2 separate regions of the Mus musculus genome follow, and region 2 is linked to region 1. The links are chromatin contacts, called in public ChIA-PET maps. All regions are on one chromosome and are shown on one strand. Each heading gives the region's core, a stretch centred on a gene start, on an enhancer-like site or on the middle of the called end of the contact. The rest is flanking DNA. Distances are from core to core; before and after follow the strand shown.

The links. ChIA-PET counts read pairs in DNA pulled down with a chosen protein or histone mark.
Region 2: an RNA polymerase II ChIA-PET map of memory CD8 T cells shows a contact between it and region 1, with 2.1 times the contacts expected there. The contact joins two enhancer-like sites. A contact is called at or near these places in 1 of 15 datasets of contacts at CTCF or cohesin (CD8 T cells), 28 of 484 Hi-C or Micro-C datasets (B cells, CD4 T cells, CD8 T cells and 17 more), 12 of 115 datasets of contacts at active chromatin or transcription factors (CD8 T cells, embryonic stem cells, memory CD8 T cells and 3 more) and 2 of 9 other capture datasets (adipose tissue and liver).

The regions. Positions count from the first base shown.
Region 1 is chr10:21,905,204-21,910,739 of GRCm38.p6, forward strand. The region is part of intron 1 of Sgk1 (serum/glucocorticoid regulated kinase 1); the gene reads left to right. Among named protein-coding and RNA genes, the nearest start is that of Gm46215, 26 kb to the left of the region's middle. Within about 2 kb of position 2,073, at least 95 of the 459 cell types and tissues checked have an H3K27ac peak or open chromatin away from gene starts, as enhancers often do. A contact at or near this core is called in B cells, CD8 T cells, CD8 central memory T cells and 6 more, where this site is marked.
Region 2 is chr10:21,973,004-21,979,168 of GRCm38.p6, forward strand. The region is part of intron 3 of Sgk1 (serum/glucocorticoid regulated kinase 1); the gene reads left to right. Among named protein-coding and RNA genes, the nearest start is that of Gm34267, 83 kb to the right of the region's middle. Within about 2 kb of position 2,533, at least 27 of the 459 cell types and tissues checked have an H3K27ac peak or open chromatin away from gene starts, as enhancers often do. A contact at or near this core is called in B cells, CD8 T cells, CD8 central memory T cells and 6 more, where this site is marked.

The sequences.
Region 1 (5,536 bases), core at 823-3,322:
CTTCCTTCAAATATACTGTACTCATTGAGAACTATGTGTTTATCATCTGCCAGGTGTTAGACATAATGTGGCCAACACACACAGATTCTAGGCAGGGCATGCCCCAGGTGGGAAGATATCAGTAATGTCTGGAAGGTGACATATAGACTTATGTATCTAAAGCAGAGAGACCAAAACTAGAGGCTACATTTGAAGAGTGTATTAGTTAGGGTTTCTATTGCTGCAACAAAGCATCATGACCAAAAAGCAAGAAGAGGAGGAAAGGGTTTCTTTGGCTTACACTTCCATAGTTGCTATTCATTATTAAAGGAATTCAGGACAGGAACTCAAAACAGGGAAAAGATCCTGAGCTGATTTGGAGGCCATGGAGGAATGCTGCTTACTGGCTTGCTCTCCCTGGCTTGCACAGCCTGCTTTCTTATAGAACTCAGGACTAACAGTCCAGGGATGGCACCACCCATAATGGCTTGAGCCCTCCCCCCATTAATCATTTATTGAGAAAATGCCTTATAGCTGGATCTCATGAAGGCATTTCCTCAACTGAGGCTCCTTCCTCTCTGGTGATTCTAGGTTGTGTCACCTTCACACACAAAACTAGTTGGTACAGAGAGCAGAGTAGCCTGTAAACAGGATGTGGTCTTGTGGGCGCTGTACATCTAAAGTACAGTGAGATTTTCATTATAGGGAGACCTATCAGCCTGATGTTCTTCCTTAGCCCTAAAATTCAGACAGAACTATTAAGCATAGATAAATTTTTTGCCTCAGGCCAGCTTTTTCTTTTTTTTTTTTATTATTTTATTTTTTTTGTTAACAAAAGGGAGGAGATGTAGTCTCCCCTCCCCCAGCCTGAAACCTGCTTGCTCAGGGGTGGAGCTTCCTGCTCAATCGTTCTACCATGCCCACTGCTGGAACCTGCCGCTTTGCTGTTTGGAGCCGTGCATGTGGTCACCCTGCTATTGGACCCCAAGACTAATTGGCGGGAATCGGGCCCCCTTCCCCTGCTTTATAATTGCGTGCGGAACAGTAAAATTGAACTTTGATCAGAATGACTGTCTTAGCTACATTTCTTTATCTCGCCACCTAGCCCCTCTTCTCTTCCAGGTTTCCAAAATGTCTTTCCAGGCTAAAACCCATGTTGTGATCTGCTGGCCGGACACAACATAGTACAAAACTCTAAACTAACTAAAATAAAACCTTAAATTAACATAAAATATACTGCTAGCAGTTTTATCTGGAGTATATTTGAGAGTATAGATCTGGGGGTATATTGAGTTGAGTCAATTACATCATTGAAATCAGTTTTCTGCTGGCAGAGGCAGGCAGATCTCTGTGAATTTGAGGCCAGCCTGGTCTCTGTATCAAGTTCTAGGACAGCAGAGCAACATAATGATACCCTGTCTCAAAAAACAAAACAAAACAAACAAACAAACAAAACCCAGCTAATTATTTTCATTTTCCCTTTTCCTTTATTCAGTGCAGAATCTATAAAATGATTTCTGAGTTTCACATGCTATCCCTATGGGAAGCACACTTCTCGCCAGACTGTGCACTTCTCAGTAGTGAACGTGGGTTCAATTATTTATCTAGACAGCCCCTCAAGGAATATTCATTTGTCCACGGTAAAGACTGAGTTCTGCTTAAATTCATTGACATTTTCTGAACGTTTTCTAAAATCATACTTTGCAATTTTAACAGGCTGCTCCCCCCCCCCCAACCCCACTTCCCCTTCTAAAAGACACAGCCAGAACTCCACAGTAAAACTAAGACATAGTTTTCTCCCTGGGCTGGGAAGGCTGAGAGCATGGGACCTGTGGAGTAGCCTGGCAAACGGGCTCAGCCACTGCTGCCTCAGACTCGACTCAGGCAGGTGTCTGTTTCCAAAACAAGACCTCCGACTGCAGAGTCACAGCAGGACAAGAGGATCTTTGTGGCTTCACATGGGGTCTGTGGAAAAACTCAGAGGTTAAAGTTGAAATGAAACTGATATCCAAAGGGCCTTTGTAGTTACTGCAGGCTCTGCCGCTCTGCTCTGCCTAGCACCTACAAGGGTTTGTGAGTAAGGAAGTAAACTGTGGTTTCCTTACTGATGGAAACTTCCCAGTGTTGGCTTAGATGTATTGAATACAGAGCCAGAGAGAGGGCTGAAGGGTAAAGTGCTTGTCACTTCCACGACAGAGTTTAATCTCTCAGCCCCTCATGGTGAAAGGAGAGAATAGACTCCAGCAAAGTGTCCTCTGACTTCCATATGCACACTACTGTGTGTGTGTGTGTGTGTGTGTGTGTGTGTGTGTGTGTGTATGTGTGTGTACATGCATGGCTTATAAAACAAAATTAGGGGGCTGGAGAGATGCCTCAGCAGTTAAGAGCACTGACTGCTCTTCCAGAGGTCCTGAGTTCAATTCCCAGCAACCGCATGGTGGCTCACAACCATCTGTAATGAGATCTGATGCCCTCTTCTACTGAGTCTGAAGAGAGCAACAGTGTACTCATATACATAAAATAAATAGATAAATCTTTAAAACAAAATTAGATCCTATGGACAGTGCCAAAGACATGAAGCTTTTACAGTAGGAGAAAAAAATGCTTAGCACTTCCTAACACCCCATCTTATGACAGTCTTCCCTTGGTTTAGTGGCTGTCTCATGGCCTATTCAGCCCTTGTTCCAATGACTCCTTCTTGTGTGAGGGACCTTACCACAGAATGTTAGAAGCACCTCTCTGCCACTTACAGTACCTGTGCTTGTAAGCTTTGCTTGTAAGCTTTGCTTCGGAAAGGGTGTGGCTTTAATGGCTCTCTCTCCAGGTTCCTCTCTACTTCTTTCTCATGTCACTGCTTCCTCCAGCCCTGCCTGTTCCTGTTGGCCTCCAAGCTGACGACCTGTCAGAGGGCTCAGCTGAATGTCTTATGGCCAAATTCCTCCCAAAGTATTCTCAGAAGGTTGTAGATCAAATGCATCTCCCCGGATTCCTGTGTTTGGAAATGATCTCCACATTCCCTGATAATTAATGTATTTGGAGATACAGCCTTTGAAAATAGCTATAGCAGCAGTTCTCAACTTTCTACATGCTGCAGTTCCTTAATGCTGCAGTTCCTGGTGTTGTGGTGACCCACCCTCTACCCCTCCCCCCAACCATAACATTGTTTCGTTGCTATTTCATAGTTCTGCTTCTGTTATGAATTATAATGTAAATATCTGATGTGCAGCCCCATGGGTCTCAACCTACAGGTTGAGAATCACTGACCTAGAGCATCCAAGGATGCTACCAAGTATCACCAGCAAGTCTGACTGTGCACAGCAACCTAACAGACGTGGTGTTAGAGGCTCAGAAGCAGTTAACTGGTGCAGCATATGCATACATACCCACACGGGATCTATGGGACTACAGACAAGCAGGATTTGAAGTGGCCTACTTTTACCAGTTGGTATGTAAGGTTTGAGACACATTCAAAGCAGTTAATCAGATTAGCAAATAGTCACCTGACAACTTAGCCCTGTGGGAAAGAAAGAAAAGAAGTTCAGTTGGAGAAAAGGGTTATCAGAACTGAAAAAAAAAAAAAAAAAAAAAAACAAAACAAAAAAACCCAAGCCAAACCAAAGCTGGGTTTCAGTTGATCAGGGAGGGGCAGAGACACAGAGGTGAACCACAGGAACCAAAGAAAGACTATTTGGTGGCTTTCAAAGGTGTGGTCCCTTCCCCAGGAAGTATCACAGAAATTCAGTTCCAAACTCTGACCCCACCTACTGAACTGGAAGTTCTAGCTATGGGCCCAGCCCCAATTCCACATGCTTCCTCTGTTAGTCCGATGAAGGCTCAGTTGTTTCATTTTCTCTGAATGGCTGGATCTTCAAAGAAGGCCTGCATTTGAGAACCAGTGACTTGGGAGACACTGAGGGCGTTAAAGGTAGTATAAGTTGGAGAAAGTCTGTTACAGGCACTGTCCATAGGACCAGAGCCACAGGGATCCTGCTCCTTGCCCCTGTCCATGTATGGTAGTGACCATCAGTCTTATAAGCCGTGTATGAGGAGACAAGACCAGGCTCATTTCAGTGGTAGCCCCTATAGAACTTGCCTCCCCTGAAAGTCCATATTTCTAAGGCCATGCTCCCTGTGTCCCCTGGGATTTTCCAATGGAACTGTCCTAAGACAGCTTCCAAGGCTCATCCAATCGTGCTGACCATGATGCTATCTTGGAGTAGGGCTGACCATGCTGACCATGATGCTATCTTGGAGTAGGGCTGGACTCCTGGCAATAGGGTGGAGTATTTGTCTATTTAGGGTCTCTATTGGTACTCTTGGCTCTGTCTCCAATATCAGAGGCAAATTAAGGTCCTCGTTCCAATAGCTCCTAATATGCTGAGGAAGAAGTACATTGTTTCTCTTAGATGTCTACCAGTCTTTGCGTTGGGCTAAGGGGCTCGTGTACGTCATCTCAATACTCTGAGGCAGGAGGATGTGAATTAGAGGCTAGTCTAGATTACCTATCAAGACCCTGTCTGAAGAATAGCATCTATAGAAATTGACATTGGTATGCAGTATAAAGAACAGTTAGTATTTTCCTCTTGGCCTACTTGTGTGTTTTAACCTGGATTGATTATTTTAGTCAGAAATCTTAAGATATGAATGACTGTGTAGGCACTATGGAAGACTGTGGTGGAACAAGATCTGAAACCCACGTTAAGTAGAAGACTATGTCAGTGACCTTGTATTTTAGGATGACCTCAACCTCCAAACAAACAAGCTAAAAATATTTGTACAACACCGTCGCTCTGGAAAATACTAAATAAGTCTGTTGAGAATGTCCTCATTTCCAGGCAGATGGAGAAGAGCAGCTAGCTAGGAACACTATGGATTCTAAGAGCTGATAAATGATGAAAGCGTATTCAAACCCAGTATTAGCTCCCTGCAGATGATGGGAAACAGTACCTTGCCCGGTCTAGAAATTCATTTTAAAAACATTTCAAAGTCTGAGCTAATATAATTGTCTATAATTTAATGAAATAAAAGAAAGTGGAACACAATTATGTTAACCAGTACCAGAACATACTCAATAGCCTTCAAGGTGACTAGACCTAGGGAGTTAAAACGTGCATAATTTCCATCTGAGCACTAATGATTCCAGTTAAAAGGTGTCTCGTTTCAAATAAGAAAATCCATTATTTTCATCTCCACTGGCAAGGGATTGTTATTATGTTATAATTATTCCTTATATCGGCTACATAGCTCAGTCAGAGTTGCTGTAGAGTAGAGGGAAAAACTGTAGCAAGTAGTCTGGCAGAATGGGCACTTCAGCACCTAATGCTCAGCGGGGCAAGGCACCCACGCAGGAGGTGTGACTGCTTGTTGACATGTAGGGTGGGGCGCACACATACACGTACAGTATGAGTTTCACAGGAATTCACCTCTCAGCATCGGAACTATTTTCCTAAAATCTACTCAATGGTTTTGTAAGGGGGTGGCGAGCATTCGAAACAATAATTAATACTATTTGTAGATTTCAAAGATGTTTTAAGAGTCTATTTTTCAAGTTACGAGT
Region 2 (6,165 bases), core at 1,283-3,782, 68 kb after region 1:
CCAACCACTTCAAACAAAGCAAAAATATTTCACCGGTGTGCCCTTCATTTCTGAATTGCAGTTCATCCCAGATGTAGTCAAGTTGACAACCAAGAGTAGCCGTCACAGATACAATAAGCCTAAATAAACTACATAGTCTCTTGTTTGTTTGTTACCCAGACAGGGTTTCTCTGTGTAGTCCTGTTCTGGAAATTGCTATATAGAACAGTTGCTGCCAACTCAAGAGATACGCCTGTCTCTGCCTCTCAAGTGCTGGGAATAAAGGCGTGTGTCACCACACCCATTCAAATATTATTTTATAAAGAATAATGAGTTTCTGAGGATCAGCTCACCCTGAAGTCTGGTAGGAACATTTTCCCGCCCAGCATTCTTTGCGAGAGGAAGACTGGCATGTTCTCTGCCATGTGCAGCTGCTGGAGAGACACAAACGTACTGTTTTGTCTCGGTGTTACGTTTAGGATTTATAAGTGCTTCAGTCTTCACACGGAGTGTAAGGAAGAGAGCCACATGTTGAGGGTCATGTGGTAATCCCTGCAGGCAGGGGGTCAGTTACCACAAGCTTGAGGGCAGCGTGACCTCATGGTAAGAGCAAATCATCTCAGGAAGAAGGAAGGATGGGAAGACGGTAGAAGGGGAGGGAGGGAGAGGGAGAAAGAGGAGTAGAAATGAAGAATCGAATCAGCCCGCTTTCAAGTCCACCCTCTTCTCTGGGGCTGGAGTCCTTCACACCTTCTCAGCATTCACTCAGACGAGCGAACAGGCTACACAAGTTCAAACTCCTTTCTGCTGTCACGGTAGACTGAAACTTGTGCGCACCATTTGCTTTTTTTGTACACATTGGTTTTAAGTTGCCGGCCCTGTGGTCTGGAATAGACTATAAATTAGGATTTCGACACAGAGTGAGTCTCCCTCCAAGTTCACAGTGTGCTTTCCCCAGTGCTACTATTGGCAACTATGATAGCGTTCTCTGTGCTGAGAAGCCAGTGACGATAGGCAATGATCAAACCATAGAGCAGCCTTGAGGACCACACTTTTATCCGGGCACTTGCTTGCCAGGTAAGAGAATGGCTCCCTGAAACTCTTCCTGCATTTCTTCAAGTCTGCTTATCACAAGCTGCTTTAACCCTTACATCTGTCAAAATGTCTAGATTTAGTTTCGAGTGCTCATTTGTTTGCTGTTTGAGACAGGGTGTTGTTGTGTCATCCAGGCTATGTTCAAACGCCCGGCCATTGTCCTGTGTAGGCTTCCCAATCTCTGGGATTATAGACATAAACTTCTGGGCACAGCTAGATTATTTTGAAGGGAAAATTTAAGAGCCACAGTCAAAACTGAGGGTATTTTTTTCCTGAGGAGAAAAGTTAATGTTCTATTTTGTTTCAGAATTCTATGTGTGTGGTTTGCATGTGTTTCTATGTTTGTGTGTCTCTGTGTGGTTACGTGTGTGCTTCCATGTGTGATAGTATGTGTGTATGTATGTGTCTGTGTTGGCTGTAGAATAAATGTGACATGAAAATGGAAGAGGGGCCCCCTGGGTGGGAGGGAACGCGTTGGGAAGGGGAGCCAGGGTGATGGGGGGGGGGTGTAGAGGAGAGACGTAATCCACAGTAGTGATGTGTAAGAAAAACCAGAAAAAAATACACTTGGTAATTAAATCAAACAATAAAGTTCCTCAAAAAGAGTGCATCGAGTTACTTTGTATAGATGGAAAAAAATTAATGTATTATTAAATGGAAATCTCAGTTCCAGATGTGGGCTGCCTTGCTATAAGTTATTAGCCAGGAAAGACCTTGCAGAGCCCAAAGTAACACAGGCAACTGTCCAAGCTGCTATTTGCTGACCAGAACTAGACGGTAATACCCCATTGATAAGACACCACATGCCTTGATCATAGGACAGGGAAAGTCAAGCTGGAACTGGACTGGAATTTTCCTCCTTGCTGGTCAGCCCTCAGAATTCCAGAAGGTGCTATGCAGGCTGCCAGGGGAGGATTCTCAGTAAGTCTTACTCAGCTGTGGACGCGTTGTTCAAGGTGAGCCTGCTGGTGCAATGTGTTAGTCAGGTTTGTTATGGGGGTAACCAGCTGTTCTTTGATTGGATTTGGTCCTGGGTCCATAAGAAGAAACTGACTTCTGGTATTATAAACCTAGTTGAAAGCCTGTGGCTTGTGAGGTTATTTGGCCTAGTGAGAGAGTTTTTATATTTTCTAAGTGGACATGATATGCCTCCCAAATTGCCTTCTCTATAACTGTGTTTGTGGCCATAGAGTGCTACTACTATTGGCATTGGTCAGAGAGGTTCTGTTCTGCAGTGATCAGCGGTGACTGGTCAAGGTACACATATAAATGAATGTTGAATGCCCAGCTGTAATGGGGTGTCTCTAACATGCCCTTCACAGTACAGGGAACACTGTTGAAGAGGGGGTGGAAAGAATGGAAAAATCTAGAGAAGAATGTGGGGTGGACTGCAGAGTGCAGACAGCAGCTCCCAAGCACTCTGTAGCTATGACACTCTGGGGCTCACAGGTGTGGCTTCCTGTGTGAGCCCCACACACCGGGAGCTGTCAACACCCTATCACACACAGGAGGCGGAGCATACCTCAGCCACAAAATCAGTTCTCTTATCAACTCTGATTCAGACTACTTTGCTTTGTAGAAGTTGAAATTTGACCACCGATGACCTCAATATGACAATAGCCGCTGATAGTCTTGATTGATTAACTTAATGCATAACGGGGAGTTTTTTAACGCTGACAAGTGAAAGGCTCCTTGCAAACTCAGTGTTCCCTTTGCCAAGTACAACAAAGCATCATGAAAAGAGAGGGGAGGAAAGATGGACGTCTTAAGTTAGAATCACCAAGTTTTTAGCTATCTCCCACTTCCCTTTAAGATAATCCCCAGGGTATTCAGTTCCTAAGAGTTCTTTGCATATGGCACAGGCACAACTAAACGTATGTTGGACAAATTAATTTGGTTAGCCTTCACCAAAACTTGAAGTGGAGGAGTGTGCTTCATTTTGAAGATTTTGTGAAGAAAATCCATCAGAAGGACAGAGGTGTGTTCCACTTTTCATATGCTGCTCCTATACCATCTATTTCTATGACTCAAACGTTTCAAAACAGACATCCATCACTTCCACCTGCGTGCGAGTGTGTGTGTGTGTGTGTGTGTGTGTGTGTGTGTGTGTGTGTGTGTGTGTGTGCCTGTAAGACAAGGTCCTACTGTCATCCAAGGTCTCAAACTGATCCAAAGTCATGACGATCTCCAGCCTCAGTCTTCCAAGTACTGGCATTACAGGCATGGGCTGGCACGTTCAGATAACATGGTACATTTGGAAACTGCTAGCCACAGGCACTCTCCTTTTCCTGAAGCATGTCTCTTTCAGTGGGCCATGCCCAGAGTAGCAGGAAGCAGCCAAGTTGAGTTCTGCATTACTTGCTGTGGTTCAAGTGGTGAACTTGAGAATAAGACCTCCTGCCTCTGCCACAGATTCCGGACTTCCGCCTCAGCAGCTTCCTGCCACTATCTACCCCCTGGGTGATTTCATTTCTTCCACTAGCAAGAACGGAACTGTAATAATAGACTGTGAGCAATGCATGTATTCAAGGAGGTAATGCAACAGAGTTAATGGTGCAACATGTTCTTAGTGGGCAGTGTGTATGTGTGGAGGAAGAATTGTGCTTTTATAGGACAGTTCCCACATTTCCCTTTGCTGTGAGCAAAAGAGCCCTATACTTTGCTTTATTGATGCTTTCACTATGTTGTTCCTTACTGGACCTTTAGTGGGGTTTTTCTCTTGAAATTTAAAGTTTCATCATTTATTGAGCCTTATTATCTAGGGCTCCAAACACAAGAGTGACAAGGATCCTGGAGACACAGACAGGCACACTGTGACACATGCTGTGGGACCCAAGTCCTGCAGCCGGAGATCACACTAGGTGTTGCCTGTTCATTTAGATAAAATAGCTCACTTTGTTTTTTTGTTTTGGCTTTTAATGTTTAAGCTGTTAAACAAGGAATTGACAGGGGAAGGTTGTAAACTCAGATTCTAGGTTTTCCTTTGGACTGAAGCAACCTCTCCCACATTATTCCTTGCATGTGGAACCCCATATTCTTCCGTGTACTCTTGGCTACCAGAACCAGAAAGACAGGAACACATTTTTCTTGACTTTTTAGCATCCTTAATAGGGAGTGTTGGGTTCTGGGCTAGGTGTGGTGGTAAGGCCATGTTTTCCTAGCGCTAAGAAGTCAGAGGCAGCATGACTGGCATTCAGAGCCATTTTAACCTATACAGTGGGCTTAAGGCCAGCCTGTGCTATGTGAGACCCCATCTCAAAAACAAACAAACAAACAAACAAACAAACAAACAAACGCTGGGAAAACCAGTGGAATTCTAAAGCCAGGATTTGGAATGCAGGAAAGAACTTTGCTCTATCTCAGCAAGGCATGCGCAGTTCTAGACAGAGGACAGGGTACTTGCTCCAGGGTCCGGTGAGTGTCCTTTCAGACGCCTCTGCTGGAAGGTGCTGAGAGTCAAGCTTATGCAGCATTTGAGTTGTTTGACATTAAATCCCAGCCTCATGACTACCCCACTGCCAGATGCATGTGTGACTACAGAACCAATTTAGCTACTCACAGAGGAGCCCCCTCACGTTCCCTCAGATTGAGTAAACCAAGGGGTCAGCCTTCGGTGGCTTTACAAATGGAGCAAGATCTGTTCTGCCTTTGTGGGGCTCAGGAATGTATCTTCCCTTTTCCTCTTCCTAAACTTACTTGTTATTTCTGCTGTTTGACTGGGGGATGAACTGACAGTATTCTACAATGGCTGTGTTGTCTGGTTCCCAAAATTCACTGAAAATGTTTTTATACAGTACAGGTATTATTCTACTTACAACGAAGGGTCATCCCAATAAAACACACAGCATATTGTCAGGAAGCACTTAGCGCACACAACCTACCATACATTATTATTTGGTTTGCCTGCTCTACCAATATTTATGTTAGCCTACAGTAACTATCACGAGGAACAATCTGTCTATACATTGCTGGCCAGGAAAACATCACGTTTTTTTTTTTTTATAAAATGTAATTTCTATTGAAGACATATCAATCTATCACAATCATGTCAAAATACTCCAATCATGACGTGTGTTCACAGATGACTCAGTGGGTAAAAGGTGCCTGCCACCAACCAGAGTCCCAGCCTCAGGACCCAGATGGTGAAAGGAGAAAACCAAGTTCCTCAGGTTGTCCTCAGAGTTCCACATTCACACTGTGACACGCACATGCACACACACACATACACACACACACACACACACACACACACACACACACACACACACACACAGGAAATCTAACAAAACAAGTAATATGTAAACAAAACCACTGAAATGCTTTTTTAAAAACTTGTAAGTTGAACAATTATAAGTCAGTGACGATCTTCTTGCGCCTGCCTGATTTGCTCAAATAATTCACTTCACACCTAAGAGCTTTGATGTTTCAAAGTCTCTTTCTGTCTGTCTGTCCGCCAGTCTGTTTGAAACAGTTTGTCTACATAGCTGGCCATGAATTTGCCTGGCTTGAAAGTCATTTCGTAGGACCGGGCTGACCTTGAACTTTTGAAGCTCGGCCTGCCTTGCCTTTATCTCCGCCTCTTCCTCTGCCTCTGCTGCTGCCTCCGGTGTGTCAGGAGGACAGACACTTGGTTTTCATAGTTTTTTCTTACTCCCAGAATTATATCAGGAAAATTTGTATGACGGCTATTCTTGGTTACCAGCTTGACTACATCTGGAAATGGAGGGCACATCTGTGAGGAATTTTTGCTTAATTTGGAGTAGGAAGGCCTACTTTTAATCCATATCTTGAGGCAGGAAGGCACACCGTTTACCAGACATTCAGCCTCGCATGGATAAGCAACTCCTGGATTTTTGGATTTTCCGCTCACAGTCGACTTTGGTTGAATTATCTGGACTGCAGCCTGTAAGTCATTCTAATGAATCCCTTTCTATAGCTATCGATTCTTTCTAGAAGTTCTGTTACTCCAGAGCAGTGACCCTAACAGCCCCTCATGGTAGTGACTCGCCACTATAAAATTATTTTTGTTGCTGCTTTTTAACTGTTATGAATCATAATAAAAATATCTGATCTGTAGGATATCTGGCATGT